Regions from separate parts of the Capra hircus genome. Here region 1 is linked to region 2. The links are chromatin contacts, called in public Hi-C maps. All regions are on one chromosome and are shown on one strand. The core of a region is the stretch at or near the end of the contact, and the rest is flanking DNA. Distances in the headings are between cores, read along the strand shown. Region 1 holds the start of FOXK1 (forkhead box protein K1). Region 2 overlaps FOXK1 (forkhead box protein K1).

Region 1 (4,618 bases), core at 1,962-4,461, 35 kb after region 2:
AGGTCTTCGGGGGGGGGGGCGCGGCGGGACTGACTGCATCACCCCCCAGTTCACACGGTCACCCAGCGGGGTCAGCCCCCAGAGGTGTCACACACAGTTGTGATTTTTCTTTTTTCCTGCCAGTAATTTCAAAAGTGTTTCATTTTAGTTTTGGAAAGACCTACTTGTAGTCACAAAGGTGGGTACATTCTGGGTTTCCTCTCCACCTCGTGCGTCCCTGAGTTGGAGGGAGAGAAGGGATGGCCCGGGGAGCTGTGTGGGGTGGCATGTGTGTGCGGGGGCGGGGCGGCAGCGTGTGTGCAGGGGTGCGTGTGTGTGCAGGGGGGGTGCGTGTGTGTGCTGGGGCACGTTGTGTGCCGGGGTGCGCGTGTGTGTGGGGGCATGTGTGTGCAGGGGGGCATGTGTGTGCAGGGTTGCGTGTGTGTGCAGGGTGGCACACAGGGGCGCCCAGCGGGATGACCCACACAAAGAAGAGCCCCAGGTCTCGGGCAGCTCCCACCACAAGCTGCAGGCGACGCGGCCCCACTCAGGTAAGCACTCCCTAAAAGTGCAACGGAGAAGCATCGTGGCTCTGAGCGCTCAGGGCAACACGGGCCACTGAGGCCTGAGAGGAAGCGGACTTCGCTGCCGCCATTCTTTGAAAGTCAGCAGCAAACTTCCCATCCTCAGGCGACACCCAGTGCGCACCCAACTTCCCTCCTCTGAGCTCAGTAACGCTGCCTGATCGCTTCTCCACGTGCTGAGCCAAACCCCCGGCTCCAACTCGAAACAGCAGCTTTCTACAGCTCCTCCGTCCTATGGATGTGACCACCTAGGCTGAGCTTCCGCAAATAAAAACACCGTCAAACCAGGCAGGCTGCCAACATGTCTGTCCACAGGCCTGGATGGTCTCAGAAACAACTGCCCTCTCCCAAGAACGCAGACTCGGACGTCCACGCCCGGGGTCTCTCCACCAGCACGCCTGTCCTGTTCTGTGGATTCTCCATCACCCCGGTGCAGTGAATCTGAGCACAGCCTGACGAGTGCTGTGGGCAGGGCCCCGGCCGGAGAGGGGCAGCCGTGCCGGCTGCTGGCTCCAGGGGCCAGGGAGGCAGCGTGATCACCAGTCACGTTTCACAAACAATGGGCTCGGGACTCGCCGATTCAGCATGTGAACCGAGGACTCCTCCGGCTGAAATTTCTTCCCCTTGACTTAGAGAAAATACTAGCGCATTCACGAATCGGTGAGCCTCGCCTCGCCAGGGCTGCACCCACTCAGTGGCTGGGCAGGGAGCTCTGAAAACAAGACTGCTGGGAGGACGCCCTTCCAGAACCTGACTTTATACAAAGAAGGCTAGCAGACTGGGCCTCCAAGGGCCACAGGGCAGGGAGGGGAGAGGCGCTGTTAACCTGTCACTTTCTCACCAGGGGAGGGGCTGGCCCCAGCAGCAGTTAGTGGCCTGGATGGGGAGTGTGTAGGTTGTGGAAAAGACACAACAGAGAGACAGCAACCACTGGATAAGACAACTCTGTTATTCACCAAGTCCTGGCTTTACAGAAACACAAACCGTTCATGTTTGGAAAACAAAGTTTGTCTACGCCTTTACCTCCTACCCCCCCACACTCCCCAGGCCCTAAACACCAGTAAGTCCTTGCTGATGTTGAAAAATTACTCAGTACAATACTTAACAACCAAACGTGCCGAGATCTTAGAAAGGGGAGAAGGTTACAGAAACAGGCTTTGGGCCCTGGGACTCACCCCACCAAAAAATCCTGCGGACCCAGGGTGCTTATAAAAGCGAGAGTAATTAGTCAGAGACAACTCTGGAACACAGGCACGCTGCAGGAACAGAACAGTGGTGAGGAGCGAGGAGCAACTGCTACAGAGAAAAAGAAAGTGCCCCACGCGGCATGGCTACCTACACGGGGTTTCTCCTGACCCACAGATGGGAGAAACCAAGCACCTCCCGGGTAGGGCGGCCAGGCAGGCTGGGAACCGGAAGGGCCAGGGAACACGAGGGTGTTGCTGAAGTCCCACGGGGCATCGGCCGCCTGTCCCCCAAGCGTGGAGGGTCCCCTTCTCCTTGCCCTGCCTCCTCGCTGGGATGTACCCTCCTGCCCAGGAACCCCAACTGTGCCCTGGATGCCCCGAGTCATGGGGACCCCTGACCTGCGTCCTCAGATACACCAAGGAGAGGATACTTCCGGTCCCCACCCTAGCCCACTCTCCTGTTGTCCCCTCCGGGCCCAAGTTCAGACCCGGCCACTACTGAAGGGGCCTGACCTTCCGGGGTCCCCCGCCCCACCCCAGGGACCCCGCAGACCGCCTGGCGCAACCCTTCCAGCCAGTCCGTTTGAGGGCAACCGCGGTCCAGACAAGGGGCGGGGATAGTGGGTCCCTGGTGTCCAGGTCGTGGGGGAGGGCAAGGGCGACCCTCAACGCCCTGGGCGCCGGCAGGGCAGGCATCAAGAATGACCCCGTGTCCAGATCGGGAGGAGACGGGGCAACACCACGCTCTGCTGGGAGGAAGGGCAAGGGCACCCCTGAAGCCCGGCCCGGGATGGAGGGTGGGGGCTGCCCCTGGCCCAAGGCAGGCAGGGGTCAGAAGGTGACTCCTGTCCAACGCCGGGCGGGGATGGGGCGCGGGGGGCGGGGACCCCAAGCCCAGGGGCAAGGGCGACCGTCAGGGGTCGGAGGGCCGCCCCCGGGGTGGGGGCCGCGGCACTCACTGCTTGGGCAGCTGCAGGGCTGGCGCGCCGCGCCGCTGAAAGGCCCCGTCCACGAAGACGCCGTTCTTGCCGAGGCAGCGCAGGTAGAAGTGCGGCTCCTGGAAGCTGAGCTGCAGGTGGCGCCGCGAGATGAAGCTGGACAGGCCCATGCTCAGGTCCACCGAGCCCTGCGACGAGTTGCGGCCGATGGTGACGCTGGGCTGCCGCATGAGGAACTCGAACTCGCGGCCCTCCAGGCGCGCCAGCGCGGGCCCGGGGCTCCGGCGCACCGAGGCGGCGGCCGCGGCCACCAGGGCCTCGCCCGCCGCGCCCCCCGCGCCCCCCGCGATCGCGCCCGGCGGCGGCGGTGGGGGCGGCGGGGGCTGGGCGGGCGGCGGCGGCGGCGACGGGGCGGCGGCGGGCGCGGCGGGCGGGAAGGCGGCGGCGCACAGCACCGGGCTGCAGGGCGCCGAGCGCAGCGCCAGCAGGGCGCGGGCCCCGCCGTCCTCGCCGACCTCGGCCATGTTCGCGCAGCTCCGGGCGGCCTCCGGCGGCGGCGCGGCGCGCGGGGCGGGGCTCCGGGCGCGGCGGCCGCGGGATCCCGGCCCGGAGCGCTCGGAGCGGAGCCGGCGGGCGCGGCGCGCGCGGGGCCGCCAGGGGGACGTGTCGGCGCGCAGCGCCTAGCCCGCCGCGCCCGCCCCGGGGTGGCGCCCTGGCCGCCGCCGCCGCCGCGCCGGGCCGTGGGGAGCCGCCTCCTCCGGCCCCGGGACGCGGGAGGGGAACCCCCCCCCCCCACACACACCCCGAAGAAGCCGCACTGGAAAGTTTCGATCCTGGGTCACTCGCTGCAGAAAGGGATCACTGACGTCAGCGGCCTCCTGGGCTCTAGAGGCTCCAACTGACACCCCAAAGTGCGATCCTACTTAAGCACCAAGAGTGAGGGGTCTCGCGCTGAAACTGGAGTTTGCTTCAAGGTGCTGGCGACCCCTGATGCTCTGTGTTCCAATTTGGAGTCATCCGTTCACTCAGCAAGTAGCTACAGGAGTGACTGAGGACTCAGGCCAGGCGCCTAGGTCCTTACATCCGTTACAGCGTAATGGGGGGCCGGTGGGGTGGGGCAGGGAGACAGATGCCTGCAGCGGGGTCTTCTGTGAAAAGGCAGATCTGGCTACTTCAGGCATCCTTCAGAAGTGCTTCATGCCCGTTCCTGAATCAGCCAGGGCCCTCTAAAAAAGGGCGGCAGTGTTTGCGCACTGTCATCATTTAATAATTACTGAGGGGGGGAGAAAACAGACCCTTCCTGGTAGAGCTTACACTGTAGTGGCAGATGCAGACAGAAGTCAAGTAACATTCTAACAAATACAAAATTACAGCTGTCAGGCCTTGTTGCAAGGTGACATGTGTAGGAAGATGGGCCCAGCCCCCTCCCCTCCCTCCTCCCCAGGATGGGATGCCTGTCTGCTTACCCACTGTCCAGTCTGGGGCTGCAGGAGGTTTTAACCCAACCGTCATGTGATTGAAAACACAGGAACAAACAGAATTAGTGCTTGTGGTTAGGGGCAAGAAAGACGTTTTTACAAGAAGCTGCAACAAGAGATGGTACTTGTCCGTGGAATCAGGACAAGGTCCTGGGATCCGGGACCCTTCCCTGAGCCATGATACGCTGAAATCCAAGGCTGCTGGGGGGTGGGGTGAGAGCTGGGGATGGCATTCCAGCCAAGGAACAGCGTGATCTAAGCAAAGGGGTGCTTTCCAGGGACTGACAGGTAGCTGGGAAAGGGAAGAGCCCAGATCAGCTGAACCTGACCAGTCAGGTAACTTGGGTCTGATCCCAGAGCAGTGGGAACCCCTGAGAGGGGTGAGCAGAAGGGCAACGCGAGGACCACAAATTCGAAATAGGATCACTGGCTGTTGTGTGAAGCCTGAGTTG
Region 2 (5,207 bases), core at 1,512-4,011:
AAATCTCAGGGTTTGATGGCCTCCGTATGAGCTGTATAGATGTTTCAGAGAGGCGACGGGCTTCCCTGATGGCTCAGCTGGTAAAGAATCTGCCTGCAATGCAGGAGACCTGGGTTCAATCCCTGGGTTGGGAAGATTCCCTGGAGAAGGGAAAGGCTACCCACTTCAGTATTCTGGCCTGCAGAAGTTGATGGACTGTATGGTCCATGGGGTTGCAAAGAACTGGACACGACTAAGTGACTTTCATTCACTCACTCACTCAGAGAGGCGACTTCAAACCAGACCGGCTGCTGAGCTGTCCACAAGACTAAGAAACTAGCAATAGCTGCATGGCTCTCGTGGGGGAACTGGTAAACCAAGGCCATGTCAAAACAGTCTACCTTGCAGCCACGAGTGATGCGGTGACAAGGAAAGCAGCTGAGACAGAGGGACAGGAGGAAAAACAGGCTGCAGGGCCCTCTGGGCTCCACAGTGCCCTTCTGGAGCGGGGTCACAAGTACTGACAGCCATCAGACGAGCTCTCTACTCATTCACATGTAGAGGCCCCTGCAGACGTCTCTCCAGGAGTGTCACTGAAGGGATTTCACTTTCTGAAACATCTCTATTTTGTGTAGTGCGCACATAGTATTTCTGTAATCTAGGGGGAAAACAAAGAACAGGCAAAGAGAATTCACGGAAGCCAGTTTCTCAGCACTCTCTTAACCAGGTCTGTGCCCCCGAAGAGAAACTCTGTGCTGTGAAACCTTGGGAAGTGACTGCAGAAGAGGGAGCTGGTGTCTGAAATGCATGTCGTCTCAGAAGACTGGAGAGCTGGCCTGAGCTCAGACCTCCCAGCATCTCTCTCTCCAAGCAGGCAGGGGGCAGATCTGGGAGGGGAGGGGGCCCCAGGCCTCCCTCTGCTCCTCCCCCTCGCTCTGCCTGCTTCCTGAACCACAGCTGTCATCTGGAAAGGAAGGGCCCTCAGCAGCAGGATGCCAGGCGGGCGTTGCCCTGAAGGCACACCCAGGAACACACAAGGCAGGATCTTCAGGGCCCCAGGGTCCCCCTGGAGACCGGACTATAGCACAAGCCTAGCCCACTTCCTTTCAACAATTTACAGCCAAAAGGCCCCTTGGCCCCAACTCCTGGAAAGGCAGGAAGAGAACCACAAAGAACACGGAAGGCCACATCTTTCTGTGCCGATGAACCAACTTTTATATCCCCAGTTTCCAGATGAGAAAAGGGACCTTGTGGGTGCGGGTTTGTGTGTGGGGGGTGCAGTGAGGGCCACAGGTGCACAGGCAGCCTCCTCTCCGGGTCATCAGGAGGACCGAGGAAAAGCAGAGTGAATCACTCTCAGGTAGGATCCAAAGTCTGCCAGAAACACAACAGCCGTCCTCACGCCCCATCTGAACTCAGAAGACACACAACTTCGCAGAGTGAGGACTGACTCTCCCGCCACAGTGAAGCCGGAATGGACTGCTAGGGCAGGGTGACAAGTGGTTTAGGAACCGAGGCCAGTGGCTTAATGTTTATTTCATACAGGGTTCCACTAACCTTGGACGAATTCCACAAAGCAGGTTACTTTTGGTTTTGTGATCTCTATATTAGAAAAATCAAGAAAGGCCTTTCTCAAGAAATAGCTTCTAAAGTCTTTGTTTAGACGTTCAGTCGTGTCTGACTCTTTGCGACCCCATGGACTGCAGCCCACCAAGCTCCTCTGTCCTTGGGATTCCCCAGGCAAGAATACTGGAGTGGGTTGCCATTTTCTCCCCCAGGGGATCTTCCCGACCCAGGGGTTGAACCCAGGTCTCCCCTATTGTAGGCGGATTCTTTACTGTCTGAGCCACCAGTAGACTGCTGTCTGTGCTGCCCCCTTTCTCGGGTTGAATTCCAGCAGGTTTCTTTAAACTGCAGCTCTAAGGATTAGTCTTTTTTGGTAACACTCAGAAAATGATTAACCAGTCGGTTCTTTCTCAAAGACACCAGTTCAGTGCAAAACGGGGAAAGAAAAAAAAAGTCAACAAAACGCTGCTTAAGATAGCAGAACTTGTTTCAAAGAGAGTTCATTCATTTTCTGGGTGGAGTACTTCAGGGCAGGAAAAGAACCGCACACACCCGCCCCCGCCCCCGCCCCCGCTCAGCCAGCAGGGAAGGGGGCGGGGCGGCGGGGCAGCCCCGACGGGTCCAGCCGCCCCCTAGTCCTGGAAAGGACCCGCCCCAAACCCGCTCCGGAGAGGGCCGGCCCAGACCGAGCTCTCCGAGCCCCAGCTAGCCAATCGACCCGGCTGCGGGCGCAGACGCGGCAGACGAGGACGGCGGGGAGCGCGCCCTACGGGGACCCCCGCGGCCCGGGCCGCAGCCTACCTCCCCGGCGATCCGCGGGGACCTGGGGCGCAGGGAGGGGCTGGGAAAGAGGGGGCAGCTGTTTGTAAACACGCCGGCCCCGCCCTGCTCCTGCGCCGGGGCGGGAGCAGGGAGATCCGGGCAGCAAAACCTCAAGGGCCCCTGAGGTTTCCAGCGTGCAGTCGACTCCGCGGCGCGGAGACAAGCGGATGTCAACAGAAATCCTTCCCTGTGACACTTAGATACCAAGAGGGCGGGAGCCCGTCTCAAAGCTACCGCCTTCCCGCAAAGATGCTCCACCCCGTGCGCTCACCGGAGACCCCGTGCGGCCAGCCCCTCCCCAAGCCCCGCCCCTCCTCGCAGCCCCGCCCCCGCCCCCGGGCCAGGCCCGGTTTCGCTCCGGGAACCCCTTCTACCCTAACCCTGGCCCGGATCCAGAGCCGCCGCCTCCCCCAGGCACACAGGCCTCCACACTCGCGAGGTCGCTACTCCAGCTCGACCTGCTGACCGTTGCTTTTATTCAAAATGTTACTGGGAATTATATTTATTCTATGAAGCTCTCCAGGCACAGACCAAAACACTTTCTGCTCATAAAAGCCATCGATGTGGCTGGAATCTCAGCTGATTCACAGTCCCATGCCAGTCTGAGCTAGTTTCGGCGGACGTGCAAGGGCCTTGGAGGGCCGACGCGCTCGGCCTGGCACAGGCCAGTGGGCTCCCGGCGGAGGCACGGGGCACGTGCCTGGCTGGCATCCCCGCCCCTGCCCGGAGGTGCTGCAGGGTGAAGGTGTCAGGGCAGGGCTTCCTTACCAGCTTCCCGCGCTATGCACGCCGCACAGTGCGCCTGTTTCCAGCGTACAACTCGGGGGCTTTTAGTGTCCGGAGTGGCGTGACCACCATCTCGATCCACAACATGGTCATCACCCCAGAAAGAAGAAACCAGGACACGGAGCCGTCACTCCCTTAAACCTCCCGAGTCCCTGACAACTGCTCTCTACTGTCTTCCTCTAAGGCCGTGCCTACTCTGGACATTGCCTGTCAATGGAACCACCCAGCGAGTGCTCTCCTGCGGACCGGTTCCTTTCCTCTGCATCAGGTTTTCAGGGGTCACCAGGTGCCAGCACTTTGCTCCTTTTCATTCTTCACGCTGTGGCTGCAACACAATCTCCCTCCACTCAGGGGCTGAGTTGTTTCCATTTTGGAGGTGGCTATGAATATCGCTGCCCTGAACCCCGCCAGAGGAGTTTTCATGGAGACCTCCAGGACCCAGTGCGTTGCTGGGCAGTTGAGGTAAACCTTTAATGTTTTGGAGAACTGCCAGACTATTTCCCAAAGTGGCTGCCTCGTTCTACGACACATAATTTTTTTATCAATGTACGAGTGCAAGAGCATTTTCACAGCATAGCTTCCTCGTGAACTCAAGCGGAGCCCTCATGCTTCAGGCTGTTCTCAGGGTCGATGTCAGAAAGGGCAGGGAGGTGATGTACATTTCGGGTTTCAGAACAGAGCTATTGCTGGAAACCTGAAAAGAGCTTAGGACAGAATCTCGCTTGTAAATCCCTAAGGACTAAATAAAACAGCGCAGGTGCAGCTGCCGAGCGGCAGGCCTGGCCACTCACTTACTGCTCCTGTCATCCCAGGCCACTGCGGTGTTAGAGGGTGCACTTCATCGCCAGAGGAGACAAGGTCCAAGGAGGCTGCAGAGACCTGCTCCCCGGTCTCCCGTCAACTGGAGATGTGGCCAGAACCAGAAATGGGGTCCCAGACCTGAGTTCAGGGCTGTGGCGAAGGCATGCCTGAGCTCTCTCTGCAAGAGAAACACGCCTGCTCACCGGCCCGGGAGGGAACTGACTCCAGACAGCTCGATGCAAATGACTCCCAGCTGGTCATGGACACCGGGTTGGAGAACACAGGGCACGTGTGAGGCCAGCGACCATGCCGAGATGAACCGACCTCAGCTTCCAAATGTAAACCTTTAAAGGTGCAAAACCAGGGCCCTGCCCGGGCTGGTCAGCCAGAGAGTGACTGTCACTGATGACACGCGCGGGGTGCCGAGCGCAAGCTCTGCTGGGGGAGCGCGGTCAGAGCATGGCCCCCAGGGTCCCTGAGACCGTTTCAGGGGGAACATGAGCTCAAAACTAGCTTCATGTCGACCCTGAGACACGGTCTGCCTCTCCACCTCCAGGGCCTATCTCGTGTTAAAATGTCCTTAACGAAGCAGTAAACTGCTTTAAAGTTTATTAAATCTTGATCCTCAAATCCATGTCTTCCAACATATTTTTACAACAAAAGGGGAAGAAGGCACAGGGCGCTTGGTGTTCCTGGGGGGCAGCTCGCCCCACCCCTCCTCCGAGTCTCTGGTTGTGAGCGTCACCCTCAAGCCTCCCCCCAGGGGTTCTCTTTGTATAGCACGCCAAGGATGAGAACGTTTGAGGACCTGCCTTTCTTCGACACTAGATTAATTTCTAAAACTTTGGAAAGGATTTCTACCAAGTTTGGAAAAACCAAGTCCACCAAATCCTGGTATACAAATCCTCCTTTTCAATAGTTTCACTGTCTGTAAAAAATGGTACCTATGCCTGCTTTCAAAGGCCCTAATGTACAGAATTTCAAACTGGAAAAGTGACTAATTAGGTAGTGATTCACTTTGTAAGATCATTCTCCAGAGACTCGGTTCAAGTTGTCAGGTCCCCTGATGCACTTAAAATAGTTTCAAATTTTCCGCCCATGGCCCATTTTCCAGAAACAGACTCCACAGTGTATCAAGCACAGAACACCCTCTTTGTATCACTTTCCTCTTCCTCAGCCGGGTTCTGGAGGCCAGCGCCCTGGGCTCGCCGGGCAGCGGCGGCGCGGGGCCGGCCGGGCCGCTCACCTGATGG

What was found. Hi-C and Micro-C count contacts between places; a contact is called where the count stands out from the background.
Region 1: a Hi-C map of blood shows a contact between it and region 2, with 5 times the contacts expected there. The contact joins the promoter of FOXK1 here to the enhancer-like site in region 2. A contact is called at or near these places in 2 of 5 Hi-C or Micro-C datasets (both in blood).

Annotation. Positions count from the first base shown.
Region 1 is chr25:40,110,954-40,115,571 of ARS1.2, forward strand. FOXK1 (forkhead box protein K1) reads right to left here and starts at 3,212. Exons shown (of 9, transcript XM_018040701.1): 1 at 2,710-3,212. The coding sequence starts at 3,212.
Region 2 is chr25:40,075,965-40,081,171 of ARS1.2, forward strand. It overlaps FOXK1 (forkhead box protein K1), which reads right to left. Exons shown (of 9, transcript XM_018040701.1): 2 at 5,201-5,207. Among named protein-coding and RNA genes, the nearest start is that of AP5Z1, 21 kb to the left of the region's middle. Within about 2 kb of position 2,762, at least 3 of the 5 cell types and tissues checked have an H3K27ac peak or open chromatin away from gene starts, as enhancers often do.